Linked DNA regions of Mus musculus: regions 1 and 2 are each linked to region 3. The links are chromatin contacts, called in public Hi-C and promoter capture Hi-C maps. All regions are on one chromosome and are shown on one strand. The core of a region is the stretch at or near the end of the contact, and the rest is flanking DNA. Distances in the headings are between cores, read along the strand shown.

Region 1 (2,700 bases), core at 58-2,557, 7.6 Mb after region 3:
CAGCCAGCCTCTAACTCACAGAGATTCCCCCTGCCTCTGCTTCTGAGTGCTGAGGGCAAAGGTGTGTACCACGAAGCCCAGTGTGTCTATTAGCAGAAAATACTGGCCAGTTTGCCCTGGCAGGGTTTGAAGGGGAAGGCAGGCAGAACAGGGCAAGGTCTGTGAGGGCACGCCTTCCAAGAGCCTCACTCCCAGGTGCTGTGGGGAACGGGCTCCACGGATGGGGGGGGCAGTACTGAAGAGTTTAACTGAGAAGTGCTTAGTGTCCTGACAGATAAGAAGAGTTCTGGGTAGGGAGAGGAGTTGAGAGAGTCGGCAGCCCATGGGGGAGTAAAAGGTTTAAAATAGATCTGAGTGATTAACACAGGAACTGCTTAGACAGTATGGGGTGATATGTGAGATAACTTTCCACTTCCTGTGGGGGTCCCACTCACTTCCGGAGATGGATCAGGAGGGAGCCTATAATATCGGCCATATTGGGGATGAGACTGACCGTGGGCAGAACTCTGGAACTCTGAATTAATTAAGGTAGGTGGAACCTGGGAAGGAGTACCATGCCTGGAAGAAGACTAGGAAATGGGTGTCAGGAGGCCCTTTGAAGGGAATATTGCCAGGATGGGGTTGCTGATGGTGGTCAGGGATCAGTTAATAGCATTTGGTGATACTTCTGCAGAGGTGGGAAGAGCAAAGTCTGGAAGGGCCTTGGGGGGTTGGGGCGGGGGGTCCTCAGCTGGAAGGAGGCAGTATGGACGTCTGCGGAGGCAGTGCATTCTTCCGATGATGGAGAAGGCAGATTTCGGACTTCTGGACCCTGGAAGGAGGAACTAAGCGACTTTCATTTGCAAAGTGGGCAATGGCTTCCAAAGTTGTAATTGTTGTTTATTTCTCTGAATTATTGCTTATAATGCCAGGTACGGGTTATAAATTAACTTTCAAAAGCGCGAATGACAGGGAAAAATATTGCCTGGGGCACCTGTGAAAAATACACTAATTTAGCTGGGTCAGCTGGGAGGTGGAGGCAGGAGGATCGGGAGCGTAAAGGTCATTCTTGGCTACATAGCAAGTTTGAAGCCTGCTTGGGCGACTTTGACTCTGTATCAAAACCAACCCAACCCAACCCAACCTAACCCAACCCAAACCATCTGAAGCCAAACCAGGCAAAGAAGCAATGTTTCCATTCCTTTAAAATAGAGGGAAGGGCGTCCAAGCCACTTCAGCACCTGCAACTCCTCCCACACTGCCCCCTCCAGGAGGCGTGGCCACAAGGAGCACCGCCCACCACACGACCACGTGACCTGTCAGTTCCTGACTCCTAGGAAGATGGCCGCCGGGCGTGGTGCGGGCATAGCTGTGTGCTCTTGGCGTCTTGTCCTCTGACAAGGTCTGCGGCGCTGTTCTGCAGAGCTGAGGGCGCCGTCTTCGGCCAGGCCGTGACACGGTCAGTGCGGAGGCGGAGAGGTCGGGTGAGGCAGAGCGACAGTGTCCGAGGCTGGGGGAGGGGGGAGGGGAAAGGGAGACGAGTCTGTCGGTGGCACCGGAGAGGGGGAGGGGGCCGGGATCGGAGGCTGGGTGCGGGGCGTCCGGGCGTCGGGCGAGGTCGGTGCAGCCAAGCGCGGAAGGCAGGCGCTCCGGTGCGGCGTTCTCCCGTGGGCACTGACTCCAGGCCCAGGCCGCTTTCCTTGTTGTCACACCCATCACTTAGTGAGTCCCGCAGCCGGTGCCCCTGAGCCTTACCTTCTTGGTTGCTTTGCTTTCCAGGGAGGAGAAGTTGTTTTCTTCTGTGCTAAATTGCCGAACCCACTGCCCCCATTGTCCTGTGCAGGCTTTTAAACGCCTTGCAAGATGCCCGCAAGCCCCCGAATAGAACGCGTCCATGTTTGCTTTGTGGGGATTTGTATACATTTTTTTTCCCTAGGTTGTCTTCACGTTTAAACCATTTTAGACCATTTTCTCATTAATAACTGTTTGTGGAGCTCTCTGCCCCCTAGAGGTGCTTGCTAAAAATGCACCGGTTTTGCTTTTCAGAGCTTCCCATTTCTTGGTGTGGGGTGTGGCTGAGGAAAAACCTCTTGGAGGTGATTCTGATGGGTTAGTCCCCCGCTCTCTTTTTGACGCTACGAAAAAACAAAGCGTCTACAGTAAAAGGAAAAGACACATAATCTATTTTTAAGGGCAGTTGGGTGTCTGGTTCAGAGCCAAGACTGGAAATGCTGTGGCAAGGTGCGTTCTTTGTTCTCAAGCTTTACAACGACAGTCAGTCAACTTGATCAGACCGACTTGGGGGTCCTTGTTAAAAATTTGTTTCTGAGCTTCACCACAGGCCTGCAAAAATGGGACTATTTGGGTCAGGAGACAAATAATTGCACACCAGTTTGAGAATCCTTTTAAACACTCTGAGAATGGTTTCCAGATTTATCTTTGGCATCTCGTTTCCATAAATTCTTTTCTCTTTTTCATTTTTTTCTACCTTCCCTCCTTCCCTCCCTCCCTCCCTCCCTCCCTCCCTCCTTTTTCTCCTCCTCCTTCATCCCCCTCTTCTCCTTTTTTTCCTCTCCCTCCCTGGTCTTCTTAATATGTAGCCCTGGTCTGCTTGGAACTGATAGAGATCAGCCTGCTTCTGCCTCCCAGGCCCCTGTGCCACTACATCATTCTCTAGTTATCAGCTCTTTAAGGGTATCCCCACAGCCCCAATCAATTCTA
Region 2 (2,700 bases), core at 10-2,509, 9.1 Mb before region 3:
AAACATAAATCACCTAGATGCTACATCGTAGATGCATATCCAAGAATTAAAAGAAATCCTGCACCAATGCATTCTGTCATGTAGTCTATGGATGAAAGAAGGATGGAACAGATACCCAGAAAGACGCCCTTGATATGTCAGTAGTCCTTTAACAGCATTACTGGCAGGAAATTTACACACATAAAACTGACACCACTTGGTACATATCCTATGGTCACCGTAACATAATCATTTACTTTTATGTATTTATATCTCCAAACTCTAGTGATCACTTGTTAATACTGACCACACTGAAATGCTAAGGGTTTAAAAATTAGTTCATGAAAAACTCTTAACACAATGAATATCTTTTTCTATATTCATTAAATGTTACCTATTGGATGTGGAAAGTAGAAGTGATAAAAAAGGGTTATGAAGATATTTATCGGTTTACATTCCACAGCTAGTTGGATGTTGGTTCAGTAGTTATGAGCACTAACTCCTTTTCCACAGGATTTAGGATTGATTCTCAGCACCCACATGGTGACCCATAGGCTTATGTGGTTCAGGTCCCAGGGAACCCAGTGCCCTCTTCCAGCGTCCATAGGCTCCAGGCTACTAATATACAAAAAGATTTTTAAGTTAAAATATAAGTGATGTTGGTACTATCACCGAGGTGCTGGATACAAGCGCAAAGCTTTTCCATGTGTGATAATTACTATGGGTTTTTTTTTTCTTTCTTTCTAAGTTCCATGCTTCTTCTGGCTATAATACTGCCATATTGGCGACAGTATTTTGGGGGACAGAAATACACTGATTGCCTACAATTGTACCAAGTGTTGAGGATACTATCTTGAAGTTTGTAGTAAGCTGGAAATAGCTCTGGAAGGTCGCATTATCCTGAATATGAAACTGAATACTATATGAAGTTGAATACTAGCACTAAGGTCAGCTGAGAGTCAACTTTCCTGTGATCATGAGTCAGGAATGAAAAGCAACTGGTGGTGGAAGAAAGGAAAAGTGGGCAGATGGGGGGGGGGGGGGGAATGAAAGAACCTCCAAAGAGAGGAAAAACTCGTTTACCAAAACGACAAAGAACAGAGAGCGGGTAAAATTCAGGTGGTATGCTAGAAACGCTCTATGTGCTGCTCCCAGCAATCTCGCTGACTATAAACCACCTACCCATCAAGCTGCCACCCAAACTCTCACACGGGAGATCCTTGCAAAGCGTTCTACGGGTCCCGACTTCCGGGACCGGCGCGGCGCGGCGCTGTGACGTCAGTACAGGCGGAACTTCCGGGTCTGGTGAGGCTTTGCCGAGACGTCGGCGGACGACCCCAATACCTTGTGAGTGGGCAGGTGAGGTGATGCTGCCAGTACTGTGTGGTTTGTCTGAGGAAGGGCACGTGGGCTGCGCATGGGGTGGTGCTAGGATAACTGAGCTGCCATCACCCCGCGTGCACAGCCGCTAGGCCGTGCGGTACGCGATGGCACTACACTCGCCCGACCTGTGGCCAGGTCGCCAGAGGCTCCCTGGGTAAGGATAAGCCAATGCGCTGGCAGCCAGCCTTCTAGAAATAAATCCAAGTCTGCGCTGGGGCTCCCCAGGCATCTGTGGTCGACACTGTCCCTCGTGGATTCTCCTGAGAAATCTGCTGACATTAAAATTACCTTTACCCTTGCATATGATGTGTTGTTTCACTGCTTTTAACTTTTTTTTTTATTTTAGTTTTACAAAATGCATGGCTTCTAATAGTATAGTATACATTTCCCCAGCTTGAGAAGCTCAGCTTCTTGAATCTGTAGATTTATGCCCTTCCCAATTTTGAGAAGTTTCCAGATACTCTTTCTTAAAACGTGTGTTTTAGCCCCACATTGCCTTCTCTGAAACTCTAGTTGCATGAATTTTAGGTCATTTGTCATTGTAGTACAAGTCCCGGGGCTACTGCTGAGTTTTTAGACTGTTTCCCACCAATTCAGGTTTGTAAATTTTGTGGATCTATCCACGTTCTCTCATCTCGTTCTTTGTTGATACTACTCTGCTGATAATCCACCCCATAAGTTTTGTTCTTTCAATTATTACTTTTAAATTCCTTGCTCTTGTTTCTTATATAATATTTATGGTAGCTTCTGACCTTTAGTGTGCTCTTACATTTTTCTGGGCTTTGCTGTCTTCTTAGAAGAATATTTTAATCAAGCTCTTTCTTACTTTGGGAAACTATTACATTCCAGGTGCCTTCAACATTTTTCTAAACTACTTTGATGAAGAAGTTGGAATGTTAGTAGGAGAGACTTTTAAGATCATCATGGGCAAAATATCAGGTCACTTTTTCTGAAACGTTGTATTGTATGCCTGTGTCATAAAGGGTCAATATGCTTATCAGTGTGTTGTGAGCTAATGCTATGTGACTAGTGAGGTGAGGTCCTAAGAGGTGAGGCAACTTTGTTCTCAACCTCAGGAGGCAGCCTACATGCACTGCAAGAACCTATTAAAATTGGCCATGTGAAAAGATTAAATATGAATTAAATATAAGATTATGTGTTCAACCTATTTTTGTTTTAGAGCATTCATTGTTAAGCTTATCAATAAAGGTACTTCCAGATGACCCCTGTCCCAGTGAACAAGTCAAAGCCAGCTGTTGAGTTTTTCTTAGCTAACTCTACTTTGGATTGTTCCAAAACTGCCTGTGCTGTACTCTATAAATTTCTAACCCACACAAT
Region 3 (2,700 bases), core at 181-2,680:
AACACCTCATCCTTTTGCCTTCTCTGAAGTGCTGAGACTGGATGCACACACCACCATGCCCAGCCTTTTTCATTCTTCCCTTTTTTAATACTACAGAGATGCCAAGGTTTAGATCTTCAATATGGGAACCAGAGGCAGAAACGGGCTACTCTACAGATTTAGCCAAGGTGACTATGAAGACAGCATTGAGCTAATAAAAAGTGCATGGTGGAACAGTGAATTAAGGAAGCTGGTTTTAGAAGTAGGCAGTCATGGTGCTGGCAGGCAATTGTGGTGATAAATAGATCACAACTAAGGTCTGGAGGCCAGAGAATTTTCTAGTTTTGAAGACACAAAATAACTTTTGATTGAGTTGAGATATTACACGCTAAGTTTTGGGATTCTAACCTCTTTATACATTTATTTATTTATTTATTTTTGTTGAGACTGTAATCCAGGCCTTGGTAATTCTCCAGTCTCAGTCTTTTAGACACTAGAATTTTAGGTGGGGGTCACTGTGCCTCGCTTGGGAATTGGCAATTCCTCAGTCTAATTTGGAATACGAGCACAAGAAGGTACTGTTTCAATCACCTAAGTCAAAAATTCTTGAGCACATCTATGGGTGATCCCAGAGGAAAGATCAGTCGTCCCAGAAAGGAGTGAAGCAGCTGTTTGAACTTTAAGGGGCTGACAGGGACCTGCAACTCAGCACAAGGTGGTCTGAGTGGTGTCTACATGGCACCATCTTAAGACCTGGGAGTCCGGGGACTGTGCCAACACTACTTGATAGAGAAACAGCACAGAAAAGTTCTGTAGCAGATCGCTCTGCTCAGAAAGAAAAGGCTTCCACCAGAGTACAAGCCTTTGCAAAGCCAGCAGGAACTAGTGAGCCATGGCCCAGGGGCAAATGAAGATGAAAGCACCCGACCGTAGTTGCCGAGAGGGCTTGAGTGGACCCTGACTATGAGAGCGTAAGTGCCTATCAAAGAGTCGACTGGAGCCAGGGTTTGATAGTGGTTTCACATGACTTTGGAGAAAGCATTACTTAACCATTCTCTCTTTCCCAGACTCGTCTTTTCATAATGTGTTTGGAAGAGGATATAGAGAAAGACTGGCGAGGGTCCTCTGCTGTTAGAAAGTCATCCCAAGGCCTCTGATGTGGACAACAGAACTTCCTAAAAATGGTAAGTGGTTATAACTGTCACATTCTAGTCTCAAACGATATCAGGTTCAAACTCACTTCCCCATCTCATGCTTTCTCGTACGATTTTTCTTTTCATTTTCGCTTTTTCCAACCCCAGAGCACATCTCCCCGGACCCGCTCTTGCCGCCTCTAGTGCCTCCGCCCTGGGGCAGCCTAGTGAGCGCGCACTTCCGGAGCCAGGAAGTGCGTCATCAGCTCGCGCCAGTTCCCGCACGTTGTGCCGGTTCGCCTCGGGTTTGGATGCTAGGGTATTCGGGTGGGCCGGCGTTCTGTGACTGCGTGCCGGGCTCCGGCTGCTCCGCGCTGCGATGCAGGTCTCCAGCCTCAACGAAGTGAAGATTTACAGCCTCAGCTGCGGCAAGTCTCTTCCCGAGGTGAGTTCTCGCCCCCTCGCCATCGCCCTGGGAGCGTGTATCTCTAACTTACCATCGGCTGACCGTGGTGGCTGGTTTTATGTCAACTTGACACAAGCTAGAGTTAACTGGAAGGAGGGAATCTCAATTGAGAAAATGCCCCCATAAGATCTAGCTGTAGGACACTTTCTTAATGATTGATGGGGAAGAGCTCAGCCCTTGGTGGTGCCGTTCCTGGGCTATGGCTCTGGGTTCTATAAGAAAGCAGGCCCAGCAAGCCAGTAAACAGTACTGCTCCATGGCTTTTGCATAAACACCTGCCTCCAGGTTCTTGCCCTGTTTGAGTTTCTTCAGTGATGGACCGTGATGTAGAAGTGTGGCTGAAATAAACTCTTTTCTCCCCAAGATGCGTTTGGTCATGGTATTTTATCACACTATAAAAACCCTAAGACAAGACCGTTGTTTTGCCTGCATTGGGTTCACGTGTAAGAACGTGCTAACTGTTTAGAAACTACTCTCACGTGCTTTAATTAAAAACCTTATTGCCTGAAAACAGTCAGAGCAATACAGTCACAGACTGCAGAGAGGAGGACTGTGGCTCACCCTTAGTCTGTTTAAAGTCTCATCCTGTTCCAAATGCAGACTGCCTTGGTGTATACTTAGGGTCTAGGGAGGTGAGTTCACATGTTTAGAGATTATTTTGCCATAACTAGTAAGAATAGTACATTGACTTTTCCCTTTTAGAAAGGATTTTTTTTTCTATTGGGGGCATTTAACCTCAAATTTATTGACGTTTTAAGCTGGACAAGTCTTGTTGCTAGTGTTGTTTGCCAGCATCCCTGGTCCATACCTACAAGATCCAATTGTGATGACAGACTAAAATGTAAAGACTTGCCATAAGCCATCTGGGAAGCAAAATTGTCCCGGTAGAGACCCAGCCACTCAGTGTCACGATAACTGACTAGTGCTTTGGTTGCTGTTCATTCAACTGTTGCCTGTAGAAGAAAATCAGCTTCCAGTGAATGTGCTGGTAAAAACCACTTCTTATCCAGGGTCGTCTATTAGGCCAGTCATAGGTCTGTTTCTATTCTTTGTAAGAAATACATTTGGCTGGCAAAGAGACACGTTTATAATCCCAGTGCTTAGGGCGCTGAGACAGGACAT

The links. Promoter capture Hi-C pulls out the DNA fragments that hold promoters and counts their contacts. A called contact is a pair of places that touch in the nucleus more often than the background predicts.
Region 1: a contact with region 3 is called in a Hi-C map of B cells, with 5 read pairs. The contact joins the promoter of Kidins220 here to the promoter of Nol10 in region 3. A contact is called at or near these places in 1 of 39 promoter capture datasets (maxillary cranial neural crest) and 1 of 484 Hi-C or Micro-C datasets (B cells).
Region 2: a contact with region 3 is called in a promoter capture Hi-C map of pre-B cells. The contact joins the promoter of Ldah here to the promoter of Nol10 in region 3. A contact is called at or near these places in 1 of 39 promoter capture datasets (pre-B cells) and 2 of 484 Hi-C or Micro-C datasets (CD4 T cells and natural killer cells).

Annotation. Positions count from the first base shown.
Region 1 is chr12:24,973,625-24,976,324 of GRCm38.p6, forward strand. It overlaps Kidins220 (kinase D-interacting substrate 220), which reads left to right and starts at 1,308. Exons shown (of 32, transcript NM_001081378.1): 1 at 1,308-1,438. It overlaps Gm36236 (a long non-coding RNA gene), which reads right to left and starts at 1,973. Exons shown (of 2, transcript XR_381341.3): 1 at 1,735-1,973; 2 at 1-1,489.
Region 2 is chr12:8,206,867-8,209,566 of GRCm38.p6, forward strand. Ldah (lipid droplet associated hydrolase) reads left to right here and starts at 1,260. Exons shown (of 7, transcript NM_001364261.1): 1 at 1,260-1,338. Gm33037 (a long non-coding RNA gene) reads right to left here and starts at 1,267. Exons shown (of 4, transcript XR_381233.4): 1 at 1,162-1,267.
Region 3 is chr12:17,347,063-17,349,762 of GRCm38.p6, forward strand. Nol10 (nucleolar protein 10) reads left to right here and starts at 1,431. Exons shown (of 21, transcript NM_001008421.1): 1 at 1,431-1,557. The coding sequence starts at 1,492. It overlaps Gm46336 (a long non-coding RNA gene), which reads right to left and starts at 1,340. Exons shown (of 2, transcript XR_001780553.2): 1 at 1,220-1,340.